Regions from separate parts of the Macaca mulatta genome. Here region 2 is linked to region 1. Evidence: chromatin contacts called from public Hi-C data. All regions are on one chromosome and are shown on one strand. The core of a region is the stretch at or near the end of the contact, and the rest is flanking DNA. Distances in the headings are between cores, read along the strand shown. Region 1 holds the start of SGO1 (shugoshin 1). Region 2 holds the start of KAT2B (lysine acetyltransferase 2B).

What was found. A called contact is a pair of places that touch in the nucleus more often than the background predicts.
Region 2: a contact with region 1 is called in a Hi-C map of liver, with 2.9 times the contacts expected there. The contact joins the promoter of KAT2B here to the promoter of SGO1 in region 1. A contact is called at or near these places in 2 of 14 Hi-C or Micro-C datasets (fetal cortex germinal zone and liver).

What each region holds. Positions count from the first base shown.
Region 1 is chr2:28,371,921-28,378,996 of T2T-MMU8v2.0, reverse strand. SGO1 (shugoshin 1) reads right to left here and starts at 3,385. Exons shown (of 8, transcript XM_077994150.1): 1 at 2,100-3,385.
Region 2 is chr2:28,522,089-28,529,164 of T2T-MMU8v2.0, reverse strand. It overlaps KAT2B (lysine acetyltransferase 2B), which reads left to right and starts at 3,934. Exons shown (of 17, transcript XM_028843649.2): 1 at 3,934-4,268. The coding sequence starts at 3,966.

The sequences.
Region 1 (7,076 bases), core at 2,136-4,635:
TCATCACATTAGGTCATTCAACTATTTTTCCATAATTAGATAATTTTAACCTAATTATCGCTTATGATATACACACACTCTCAAGAAAGTCAAGGTGATCCTTAGAGGTTTAAACTATGTAGCACTACATACAATTTTATTAGGCTATTGTAACAATTACAGAGCTAGAGCAGGAACTTGGGCAGAAGAACACTCCAGTATTCTCAAAGTATGGCTAAAACTTAGGGCTGTTAACTCCCAGTGAATTATGAACATAACAAATCAGACATAAAATATTGTTGTACATACAGTTAAACGCTGAGTATTAAATACATAAGTATACTTAATCTTTCAATGTTGTAAGTCAGGTAGGTTTTAGCATGCTACTAAACATGTCAAACCACTTTTCAGAAACATCTTTTACTCTAGATTGCACTTTGAATATCTTAAAATTGAAAAAAAACTTGTTTCCAATAATAATGTATGCATACAATTTTCACCACAAAGGATATCGCTACCTTCTCTAAGATAGTCAAACATTTTCCTAAACCTTACACTTTCTTGAGTATGTTCTCCAGGCCTTATTTTCCTCTATGCAGTGTCTGGAATCTTAAATATAGATATTATAGATTAAGAACTTTCTACCAAGGTATATACAATATATACTGGGAGGTTCCTAGCAGAGATAGGATAGCTATTTTTAAAAGCAGTAATGGTAAAGGGGTTGTTTTACACAATTAAGTTAGAATTGAGGATGTTTGAGAGTCATACAGATTAAGTTACTGATCTAGTTTAGTTAAGGTATTTTAAAGTTTTCCTTATTACTTTTAATCAAGCTAAAATCACAAAATAAACTTTCCATATCAAAAGTTTTATATCCTGTCTAAATTAGGCGATGGTGTTAGTAGGGGGTGTGGTAGACAGAAGGAATGAAAGCACAGCCAGGCTACAGCGCGAGATGACGGTCTCAATCTGTAGAGTACTCGCGTGGCGCTCTGGATTCAAAAGAACCTAGCATATTTGATCTCCGTTCATAACTATCCAATCAGTTCTGCTGCGAAGACAGCCAGGTAGGACACTAGTCAGTGCCGGCCTCTTCAGGGTAAGTGAGGAAGAGAATGGCCTGGACAATGAGGACGTCAACGGTATCACGCTGCACAAAGAACTGCTGTCAATTTTCTTGCGTTGAGCCAGGCTTTTAACTACCGTAAAAAGCTTTATTTGCACATCACTTAATCTACACAATTTTGCAAAGTAGGATATTAGGGTCTCCATTTATTTAACGTAAGAGGAAGACAGAACATCTGAACGGGCAGATCGAGTGGCTGAACCGCGAAAAGCGCGCGGCCAGTGGGACTCCAGAGCCCGAGCTTTCGGCCACCGAATTTAGAACGGTATTGAGAACCCAAGGGAAGTCAAACACGGATCACTACGCCCTTGTTTCCCACCTTAAAACCTACTTCCTCCTCCTTCAGGAGGCGGAAAGCCGAGGGGAGGTGGGGCTGGTCCAGAACCATACCTTGGCCACTACTTCTGCAAGAGCTATCTTCCTCCTTCTCACATTTCAAGGCTCTTCGAGGCTCTCTCGCGCGAGCCACGCGCAAAGAGCCCTCCAGGACCGTACCCAGTCGCCTGGAACTACCGTCGCCACATTCGAAATTTTCCGCCTCGTTCCTCCATTGGTTGGCTGGGAGGCGGTCACGTGCACCCAACACCAACCGGCGCTGGCAGAGTCCCGCCCCGCCAGGTGACGTCACGCGGCTCAAACTCGCTCACGTCCACATCCGGGCATCCATCGGGCCCGGGGGCGGAGCTGGTGGTCGGGTCGCGGCGACCTGCCGGGACCTTTTCCTCAGAGATGTGGGGATTTTGCGGGTGGAGTCACTCCGAAACCTTTAAGACGGGGTGTGATCGGTAGTCCAGAGCTTCCTGTTTCTTCAGTCTGACAGCTTCCAGTGTCCCAGGTTGTGCTCAAAGCCTTCCTCCTGTGAGAAGAATCTCTTTGGTTGCCTGTTAAAGCGGTCAGCCAGCTTGCAACACGGAAGCAGCTTTTAGGGGAATTAAAACCAAAGCAAGGAGCAAATTCTGGATTAAAGAGGTATTAGGGAAACTGCAGATACCTGAAAATTGGAGCTCCATGTTTCTCTTTGCCGGCTACCTCTGGCTCTTTAACGCTTCTCGAGAAATGGCACCAACATCCATCCAGTTACCGACTAGAAGCCTGATAAATCATCCTTAATGATTCTTTATCCTCTCTTAACCTTTGCCCGTCCAGTCAGTCACACGGTCTTCTCAACTCTACTTTCCAAGTTTCTCTCATGCCCACTTTTTTCCCCCCAATCCAGCTTCCAGCCTAATCTTATTCCCAAAATGGCACTAGTACCCACTCTGACCGCAGATTCTACTCCCTATATTCTTCATAGAGTAATATTTTTACAAAACAAGTATCAAATAGGAAACTTGACAGTGGCTCCCTGTTGCATTTAAGGTGAAGTTCAGACTCCTTTAACATATTTTGTCCTTAAAGAGCCCCACGATTCCTGGTTCCACCACTTGTACATTTTCTTAAGATTCTTGCCCCTTTTGCCAATACCGTTCTGTCAAGAACATTCTTTCCCTTGGCCTGACTTTCTCGTATGTGTACTGAAGTTTCACTGTACAGATTAATTCTTCCAGAAAGACTTATCTGACCCTAAAGCCCCTTAGTATCTGTTTTACACTTTCTTAGTGCCCTGCATTTTTGGAGTATTCCTTGTGACACTGACTTGTCGTTCATTGCCTGTTTCTTGAAGTTGAATAAGGGCAGGAACTACATCTGCTTTATCGATAGCTAAATTGTCAGCATCTCGTTGCAATTTGAAGTAGGTAGTAAATATTCACTGGGACAATAAAGGAACAAATGAAAACGTAGCAAATGCTTTGAATCTAGGCATTCTTTATGAAGGTATGTTGTGTTTTTTAAAGGTAGCTAACACGTGCTTGCTCTAATCTAGGGACCGGTCCTAGCTTGAGTGGAAGAGGCTGAAACACCCTTCTCCAGCCAACAACTCCCTTGTTTTCCAAGTTAACCAGACCAACTCCATTAATCCTCAGTTTACTGCCACTGGGCAATGTGGCTTATATGTGCAGAAGCATCAAGAAGGAATGGGCAGAGAGCTTTTTTGTTGTTTGAGGTCAGAAGAGTATGAAGTGGAAAGTGAGAGCAGAGAGTAGGGCCAGCTTTATCAGCAGGCAACCGGTGCTTAGAAGGGCTGTGCATTTGGTTTAATGCTCTGCTGTGGCCATCTTGAAATGCTTAGTAGTTTATATTTGAACTTATGTTTTGTAAGTTATGTCTGATGAGGCAATGGAGCAATCTTGTGAGCAGATGTGATTCATGCAATGCGTGTCTGTCACTGTTTTTTTGTCCCATGTCATACAGTGTTCAGGATGCTCACTAAATGGCTTCCATGAACCACTTATTTTGTAGTTAGGGACCTAAGTACAAAGTGCTCAGAAGGACTCACCCTTGCCGTCTTGAAATTATTATTATTTTCTTTGAGACGGAGTTTTGCTCTGTCTCCCAGGTTGGAGTGCAGTGACACGATCTCTGCTCACTGCAGTCTCCACCTCCCAGGTTCAAGCAGTTCTCCTGCCCCAGCCTCCCAGGTAGCTGGGATTACAGGTACCCACCACCACGCCCCGCTAATTTTTGTATTTTTTTGTAGAGACAGGGTTTTGCCATGTTGCGTAGACTGGTCTCAAACTCCTGAGCTCTAGTGATTCGCCTGCCTCAGCCTCCCAAAGTGGGATTACTGGCTAAGCCACCATGCCCAACCAACCTTATTATATTTGCTAACCACTTACACTAAAAGTGATGGCGTGAAAGGAAAAGGAAAGGTAAGACATTCCACAATTCCTTTTCTTTTCAATCTTTCTCTACTTATCGGTAAGCTGAAGGTTTTTGTCTTGCATTTTTAGCAAGGAGCGTCATGTTTTCATTTCACATCGACCCACAGAGATTATATAGTTGGCCCTGACCAAAGGCTTGGAGGTTCTGACTTTTTGAGGGGTGTCTTCCCCGTTCCCAATTTAAAAATGGATCAGACTTCAAATCAAGTGTTTATTATAGAGCGTTAAAGAATAGAAATGGCTGAATTTAGGGGCAGTGAGGGAAAATACCACCGGAGTCCTAGCATGAATAACTTTCGTACATCAAAATGTTCTACTGCCGCTGATTTTAGGGAACTAAATTCCTGTTGGAATCAACAGCTCTTTTAAAATATTGTGGAAACTACAGCTGTTCCCAAGAAGAGTGCACATATTCCTTTTTGAACAAAAATAGGCATATTTCAAAGAGTGCTAAATGGTGGACTGGAGTTTGAACCCAGGAAGCCTGGCTCCAAAGTCCATGCTATTAACAACTAGACTATGTTCTGCTACTTCTCCCTTTTATTATATCACAGTGGTACCCAGCCTAATTCAGAGATAATCCATAGTTTAATTATATCAGCAAAGTACAGTGTAGGAACATGTCATCTAGCTGACAAACTGAGAAGAACCTATGAAAGGGTACCCAATTAGTCAAAATTCTTTGTTTAATTTAGTAGATGTTTAGAATAGTTATGGCGTAATTCAAATAATTTTAACTTCTTAAAAATCTTGCTCTCAAATGACAGTGAATATTTGTAGCTGCATTACTATCAGGGTTTTTCAACATGTGAATGCATGTTATTTCTACTTTCGTTAATTTTAACTTTATGATATATATAAAATATAACGAGCACTCACATTCTCCCCTGCAAGTTCCTAAAATCCCAATAAAACTGGTTGTTACTAATCTTTAACTGCCTTGTTCCTAACATTTATTACTATGTGCAGATTTTATGATTTTTACTCGAAGTCCTGACCTCAGGTGATCCACCCGCCTCAGCCTTCCAGAGTGCTGGGATTACAGGCATGAGCCACCACACCCGACCTTTTTTTTTTGTTTGTTTTGTTTTTTTTTAGAGTCAAAGTCTCCCTCTGTTGCTCAAACTCCTGGCTTCAAGGTATCCTCCCACCTCAGCCTCCTACGTAGCTGGGATTATAGGCTCAAACCACACGCCTGGTTCTTTCACTTTCTTAATGGCGTACTTTGAAGCACAAAATTTTAAATTTCCATAACTTTATTGAAAATTTAATTCTCAATTATTATTGATTTATTTATTTGCTGTTCCTTGTGGTTTTGATGTCATCTCTCAGAAGTCATTGACTAATACAAAGTTACAAAGATTTATATCTATATTTTCTTTTAACAGTTTTGTAGTTTTACTTCTTACATTTAGGCCCTTGTGGTTTATCTACACTGTGGTAGTGGATATATAAGCCTACACAGGCAATAATATAACTTACACACACACACACATACACACATACACACAACACACAAAACAGATGGATGCTGGTCAAACTGAGGAAATCTAAGATTTCAATGTCAATATCCTGGCTATTATATGATAGTTTTGCAAAATGTTACCTATAGGGTAAATTGGGCAAAGTGTGAGGGGGATTTCTTAGTATTATTTTTTACAGTTACATGAGAATCTAAAATTAGTTCAATAAAAATTTTAATTAAGAATAATAGTCTGTGGAAATTGCTACTTTTCCTTTTCTTTATGTTATACAAATTGTGGGTAGTCACCTTTTGAATTTTTTTTTTTTTTCATCTGAAAGAAGGGGAATACTGGAGTAATTATTGCCAGGCAAATTAAGAGCATTGTGTGGGTATAGATAATTCTTGTCTTTAAAAATAAACAACAAGCATATAATAGTTTTGGTGTTAATTCTAAATATATACCTAGCACTGTTTTAACATATAGTACTGATTTTGATTTCTACCAATTGCTTTATCACAATGGCATACGTAAGTGCAAATTTGGTAGGGAGGAATAATTTTAGGTGGACCAATAACTTATACAAGTAATCATATGTTGTAGTATATTATGCTTAACGTAAAATAAGAAGTAAATAAAGACACAGATGATCTAATTACTTCTTTAAATTTATGAGTTTTCTGGTATATAAACACATATAGAAGGGTATACCATAATCCTCTACGTAGATAACTTTTGCTGACATTATTAAAAATCAGGTAATCATTTATTTACCTATTAGCATATAATAAACATACATAGATCTAGCAAGAAAAATTGTGAAAAATTTTAAAGTAGTTAAAAAATATTACTATGTATCATCTTGAGTGTGCTCTTCCAGCTTATCTCAGCCTTTCATTGTTTTGGAGCTATTTTACAACTTTATATATTGTAGAAAATTGGTAATAATGCAAATGATTTTTTTGTCCATAGAAATGCAGATGATTGTGTCCACTAGAATTCAATTAATTATTTTCCTGAGGATAGATCTATTTTTCAGCTATTTACAAATTCATTTTAGCATTCCTGATTTTCCGTATTCACATGATTCTTAGAATTCTCCTTTGAACTGGTTATAACATCTTACTGATTTTCTCAATAACTGATGAGTTAAATCAAATTCTGACATCAATTCATTTTAATTTGTATGAGTCATGATTTTACCTCTAAAAAAATCCTTTAATAGATGGCTACAACATTCAAACAGTACAAAATAGAATAAAATGAAAAGTGAAAATCTTCTTCCCAGCTAGTGTCATCTTCATGAGCCTTACAGTCCCATGGTGAAGACAGATGTTTATCCGAGAATGTAAGATAAATATAAAATTGTAATTCTGATAAATGTGATGAAAAAGAGGAACACAGTACTGCGAGAGCGTATGTAACAGGGTAACAACTTAGCCAGGGGGATCTGGGAAGTCTTCTCTGAAATAATAACAAGTGGCCTGAGATGTGACTATAGGTAGGGAGAACCATTATTTATTAATATAAAATGAGACCCAATTGCTTCCTCCATTAATGCTTGGTGATAGATTGTAGGCATAAAAAAAAAAAGTACCTGGGTTGGTGCAGGCCTGGGAGAGAAGGACAGAGGGTAATTTTAGGGTATTGGCAAGAATATTACTGAAATAATGGTTCATGGAATTTAAGATGGGTAAGTAAGCAAGTGAAAAAAAAAAAGCTGGTGGGTGGTTAGGACTAATG
Region 2 (7,076 bases), core at 2,685-5,184, 150 kb before region 1:
TCATGAGGTCAGGAGTTCAAGACCAGCCTGGCCAACATGGTGAAATCCTGTCTCTACTAAAAATATAAAAAATTATCTGGGTGTGATGGTGGGCACCTGTAATTCCAGCTACTTGGGAGGCTGAGGCAGGAGAATCACTTGAACCCAGGAGGTGGAGGTTGCAGCGAGCTGAGATAGCGCCACTGCACTCCAGCCAGGGCAAAAGAGGGAGACTACGTCTCAAAAAAAAAAAAAAAGAAAAAAAAAAAAAGAGCACTAATGGTATTTGGGACATGGTTAAGATTCACACTGGAAATGATGATTTAATTTATAAATGCTTGAAAACTAGGGAAGGGGATTTTATGTTTCCCCATCCTAGGATTCATTTTATTATTATTTTCAATACTTTTTTCCTAGGAGGATTTATTTTATTTAATTTAAAATAAATGTTCAGTAATTATAGCCACTTCCCTCAGAGGAAGGTTGGCCCAAGGGGCCCCACTGAGACATTGACCTCACGTCTCTTTATTTCACACTCATATCCAACTGCTGTTTCTAAAAGCAGGTGGCTGGGAAGAATGTCAGTCATGGGCCATGTGCTGGGTCAAACCTGCACTTTGACTTTTGACCACTTGATCTGTACCTTTAGCGTCTGTGCCTTTACTGGGGACAATTTCAATCCATCTGTGGGATCCAGGGTTACTGGTACATTACAGAAGCTGTGTAGCCTTGGTAGGAAGCAATATGGCAAGAAACTCTGCTAGATGATATAACAATAGATGACCACAAAACTTGCCTTTCTTAGGAAGGCATCTTGGAGCAAGGAATACCAGATGAACAGGGCTAGCCATGCTGTTTGGTGGAGGGTATCCGCATAGTACAGCAAATGCAAAGGCCCTGAGGTAGGAAAGCGTTTCCTGAGTTTGGCTGAAGTATACTGCAGCACCAGGGAGAATGGGAAGGGGTGGACCTTGTCAACTTCTTGTTATATAATATCATGTTGTGAAGTTGAAATTTTATTTTATTGCTATGCACCTTTTAAAATCTTTTCATTACTTTTGAATTTCCCATGCCTTTATTGAACATATACAAAATTGTGCTTATATGTCAGTGTGAGTTTGTTTTTAACATAACTGCTGCACTGAGATTTATTCAACAGTGTTTCTTAGAGATCTATGTTATTATATTTTTATAAAGGTCATTCTGTATAACAGCTATAAAATATTCTATTGTGTGAATATACCACAAGTAACCTCCAGTGGTCAGCCTGCCTCTACTATGCCCACTCTCCAGGCTTTTATTTCCTGAATGTAGCTTCTTTACCTCAGTAAGTGGTAAACACTTTGTAAATGAAAACATTGCCTTTTATTTTCTTGGTAGTCATTTCTTAAAAGTACTGTGTGCACAGAAAGAGCATATTGAATGCTTACAACAACCTAGTTATGGAAAAGCAATAAGCCTCCTGAATCCTTTGCCCTTGAAATTTCCTTGCCTGGTGCTCATAACACACTTTGAATAGGTCTTGAAACTGCGGGCCTTCAGCCTAAGGCAGTATGTCATCTGGGTACTCTGAGCAGGGAAATAATGAAAAATAATGTTCAGTTAATGGCACAAGCCATTCGCCACACAGACAGTGATGGTTTTCAGAGTGGATTGAAAGGAGAATGGCTAATTCTGCTTCAAAACATCCTGGAAATTGTCTGCCTCCTGAATTCTGAGGGACGCTTGGGAGGAGGAGGTGATAGGTGACTTAATGTTAAATCCGGGTTCCCTCCCCCAATATGTTACTGTGAAAATTTTCAAACATACAGAAAAGTCGAAAGAATTGCGCAGTGTGCCCATTACCTAGACTCTACTATTATATGGTCCCCTATTTGCTTTATCGTATCTCTGTTCATCCACCCTTTACCCATGCATAGAGGCATCCATACATCTTATTTTTGACGCATCTCAAAGTACAAAGAGCACCATTAAATAGAGTTCAATGCTTGTAATTCTTTTCTTTTTTAAAAAAATTTTGAGGCAACATTTACATCCAGTGAAATGTACAAATCTCAAGTGGACCATTCCATCAGTTTGACAAACGCCTACAAGGTAGAACCCAAGCTCTTATTAGTATTTGTTAAATCCATGTTAGAGTTTGATCAGAGAAGCACAGCCTTTAAGACTCTCACCCTGCTTTGAGGAGAATGGCAAAAATCTGCGAAATTTCTCAGCAGAGTCAGGAGAGAGTACCACTGGTAACGTGAAGCACGTCAAGCTAAGAAAGGAAGCACTGAAGTTAATTGTCCTGAACGGAACCTGATAAGAATCTGCCATTTCATCCCCTCAAGACTGGACTCAAGTTGGGAGAGAATATTGCCTTTTGCCCTGTCTAAACTAATATCACTGTTTAGATCTACAAAGTCCCCCACCTTCCCATGTTTATGTATTACACTGCATTACAAGTCAAAATAACACAGAGAATCTGGAAAAAGGAGAAGGGGAATGTTTCCAACGAAAAGCACACCCCTTAAGGCGTCTGGCCTGAGAGCTATATAGCATGCATAAAATCTGATAATAAGCACATTATGACCCACATTGCATATAACAAAAAGTAGGGCACTTCTGAAGGGTCCTGAGAAACAGCCCTGGACTTTTAAAACCTGCTTTAAGAAGGCGATCAACCGTACGCCACTTTCAAACGCAGCACTGACATGTATGCTCCACAGTCATCAACAGAGAAAACAACAGTTTTCAACAAGAGTTGAAAACTGAGTTGAGGGTTTTTTTTTTTCTTTTTTTTTTTTTTTTAAGTTTGAGGCCAAAATCGGTATTTATTCTTTTGAATGATGCTTATATCTTTTTCCTGGTTAATATGCACGCTGGTGGTACAATTTTGAAAACTACGTAACGTGATAGAACCACCACCCAGAAACGAGTCCTGTTAACAAACTTTTTGTATTCAAACTTTTTCCACTGCACATAGTTTTTATTTTGACAATGCTTTTAGACAATCGTTCTTTTAGCAACCAGCACTTTCAAACAAAAAGTACAGGGAATAGTAAGTTTTTTCCCCCTCCTCTGGCAGATTTGACCCACAAATTGCTATAGGAAGAAAGTGTTAATTATATTAAAACATAGTTTGACAGAAAGTATTTAAAAAGAGAAAGGGAAAACATCACGCTTTTATTTTGGTGAATTAGCAACAAAGAAAAGGATTAGCATGGACGGGTACTTTTCAAAAATATTTTTTTTTTCCTCTGGCTCCCGCTAGGGTGGAGGAAGTTGTCTCTGCTCAGAGACAGGGTGGAAGAGAGTGGAAGGACAAATGACTGAGAGGCGGCCCCCTCCCACTGGTGCGGGCGTGCGGGGGTCGGATGGGGGGCCGCGGAGGGGGGAGGTGGCCAGCAGGTGCCTGGGCTCCAGTCCCCTACCCCCACCCTCGTCCCCACCCTCACCCACACCCAGGGATTGGCCTCGCCCCCTGGCGGGCGAGCAGTAGGTGTCGAGGCACTGGGGTGGGGGGTGCAAACCTCGCGGGCAGCGGAAAAGAAGCCGTGGGGGGCCTCCCGGCCCCGGCACACACTGCGAGGCTGGCACCCGCCCGCACGCACACCCAGTCCGCAGCCCCGAGGAACATGTCCGCAGCCAGGGCGCGGAGCAGAGTCCCGGGCAGGATAACCAAGGAAGGGCGTGTGCTGTGGCGGCGGTGGCAGCGGCAGCGGCAGCGGCAGCGGCAGCGGAGCCGCTAGTCCCCTCCCTCCTGGGGGAGCAGCTGCCGCCGCCGCCGCCGCCGCCACCATCAGCTCGCGGGGCCCGGCCGGAGCTAGCCCGGCGAGCGGCGCGCGAGGGGGAGGGCGGGGGCGGGGAGGGGGGTGGGCGAAGGGGGCGGGAGGGCGTGGGGGGAGGGTCTCGCTCTCCCGACGACCAGAGCCCGAGAGGGAGACCCTGGCGGCGGCGGCGGCGCCTGACACTCGGCGCCTCCTGCCGTGCTCCGGGGCGGCATGTCCGAGGCTGGCGGGGCCGGGCCGGGCGGCTGCGGGGCAGGAGCCGGGGCAGGGGCCGGGCCCGGGGCGCTGCCCCCGCAGCCCGTGGTGCTGCCGCCCGCGCCCCCGCAGGGCTCCCCCTGCGCCGCTGCTGCCGGGGGCTCGGGCGCCTGCGGTCCGGCAACGGCAGTGGCTGCAGCGGGCACGGCCGAAGGACCGGGAGGCGGTGGCTCGGCCCGAATCGCCGTGAAGAAGGCGCAACTACGCTCCGCTCCGCGGGCCAAGAAACTGGAGAAACTCGGAGTGTACTCCGCCTGCAAGGTACGCGCTCGCCGTTCTCGGACCGCGGATGGGTGCTAGGGGCCCAGCCCGCGGGACCCCCCTCCCCCTCCCGCTTCCACCTCCGCCTCCCGCCTTCTGCCTTCTGCCTCTCGCCTCCCGCCTCCCGCCTGGGGCCGCTGCACCGCGGAAGTGCTCTTGTCGCCCGAGCCCAATTAGCTTCTTCTTGGATAAGAGTCCTGCTGGGTTTGAAGAAGGGGATCACTAAGACGGAGAGCCCTTCATTCCTTCCGCTTGAAAGGAGTAGCTTCGGAATCCGAGCTCCCGGGCTACTCTGGGGTTTTGTTGCTCTGTAGGAGCTCGCTGGAGTCACTTTCGCGGGAGTGGAGCGGTGCTCTCCATGTGGTGGGCGACCCAGGGGCAGGGAAACATCTTTTGGGGGACTGAGTGGTCCCTTCTGCAGTCGATCCCTTCCCGTGTCCCACTGGGAGGAACTGGGTGCAAGGAGTCGGGGTGGAGAAGACTCCCGGACTCCTGGCGCTTTGGGAAAGCGAAGGGGAGGAAAGCGCGGGGTGCGAAGGTGGGCAGAGCCCGAGGCGAGGGTCTTGTGGCGCCTGACGCCCTCGGCTGGGGGCGGAGGCGCTGCCGCGCGCAGTGACAGCCCTGTCATTATTGTATTATTACTTGTTTAGTTAAAACGCTGTCCCAGCTGCTCGAGGTGTAAACAGGATTTGGCAAGGTGACAGCCCAGCGCCGCGGACGCTACTGCTTGGTTTGAGGACACCCATTTCTTGCTACCCACTCTCCGTGCCAGTTTAGGCACCCTGTCATCCCCAGCTGCAGATCCAGATGTGGGGGCCGTGCTCCCGAGGTGGGAGGATTGCCCGAGGCCGCGGGGCAGGCTGGCCCTGCGCTGTCAGCAGCGGCTTTGTTTTGACAGGGTGACAGCTGAGGGGGGCGGGGACTTGGCCTTGTCAGCTCCTGCGGCCTGTGGCAGAGGCAGGGAAGAGACACACTCACACACACTCACACACCTCCCTGTATTCTTCCTGCCTGCTGCAAAGAGGGTCAAGTTCCCAGATTCCGGATTCCCAATTCCCACAACCAAGCTGCAGTGGCCACTTCTGAATTTTGATATAACTATTATTTATTCTACTGGAACATCTGGGTTATACTCTTCTTAGTACTTACAGGAGCTTCTTAGTCACAATGGAATGTCTGTGCTTGCTCTTTTTCCACACCGTATCCTCATGTTTATGTTGAGCACCTCTGTATCCTATACTGGTTCGATAAATATTTGTTGAGTGAATGTGGGATCTAGCCCAGTGCTCCTCAAACTTTCATGTGCATGGGAATCTCCTGGGGAAGCTGGTTAAAATGCTGATTCTGAATCAGGTGGTCTGAGGTGGAAGCTAAGAGTTTGCATTTCTGACGAACTCCCAAGTGGCACTACGCTAGTCCACAGACCACATTCCAATTCAGACCTGGACAGTATATTATTTGTCCCCGTTGAATTTAGCAGAAAAGACAGAAACAAATAATAATGCCGTGTGGTTATTTCTGAAGAAGGAATGCAAAAAAGATGAAGTGGGGAGTGTGCTTTTTGAAAGGTGCAAGCCCAGGAGTTGATCATGAAGGGCATTAGATGAATGAGAACAGGCCACTGACTGTAGTAGGCAGAAGGGAGAGCTAGGTACAGAATTAAGAACAAGGTCGTGAGTTCAGGGCATACTGCTTGGGTGATGGATACACCAAAATCTCACAGATCACCACTCAAGAATTTATGTAATCAAACACCACCTGTTCCCCCAAAACCTATGAAAAAAAAAAAAGCAAGGTCAATTACTTGGTGGCCTTGGCGTTTTGCAGCCAAAGTGGGCTCATGCAGGAACTGTGTCAACTCAGTGTTTCTGTCCTGGCTTTATTTTAACATTTGTTTATTGGGTTATCATTACCAGCACCTCTTAAAGACTTCCTGCTGCCTGCTGTAGCTTTAATATCTGAAAACTTTCCTGAAGTTTTGGTTTTGTCTAAAACCATGAGCATATGTGGCCTGCATTGATGTTTTTGATCTTTTCAAATTTCCATGGGTGAGATGTAGCACCACTTCCAAAGTTTGAGATTTGAGTGTTTTCTGGTCACTTTCATGACCAAACAAGAGAAATAGAAAATTTATTTTAAGGCCTTTTTTTTTTTTTTTTTTTTTTGAAACAGGGTCTCACACTGCCTGCAGGCTGGAGTGCAGTGGCATGATTGTAGCTCACTGCAGACTCAATCTCCCTGGGCTCAGGTGATCCTCCTACATCAGCCTCCTGACTAGCTGGGGCTACAGGCATGCACCAGTACACTATTATTATTATTTTTTTTATTCTTTGTAGAGACAGGGTTTCACCTTGTTGCCCAGGCTGTTCTCGAACTCCTGAGCCCAAGCACTTTGCCCGCCTTGGCTTCCCAAAGTGCTGGGATTATAGGCATGAGACACCATGCCCGGCTGAAAGTGTTCATTTTTATGTGTCCATTCATTCAGTAAATATTTGGAGGGTTACCAACTGGGTGTCAGGCATTGTGCTAGGTGCTGGGCCTATGACACACAGAATTTGTCCTTCAGGAGTTACTTACTGTGTGTGTGCACAAGTGCATGTGTGTGCATGCATGTGTTGGGGCCTAGGGAGGAGGGCAGTGAACCAGAATTACAGAGAAGTTCAGAAAAACTACTTTCTTGGAGTACTTGCGGACCCAGAGCAGGACAATTCATAGACTGGGGCACTGGTAGGGTGGGATTGCCTTCCTGGAGGAAGTGTCAGTGGCTGCTAAGAACTCTTGGCAGGGCAGAGTGGGGTGGGGTGAAGC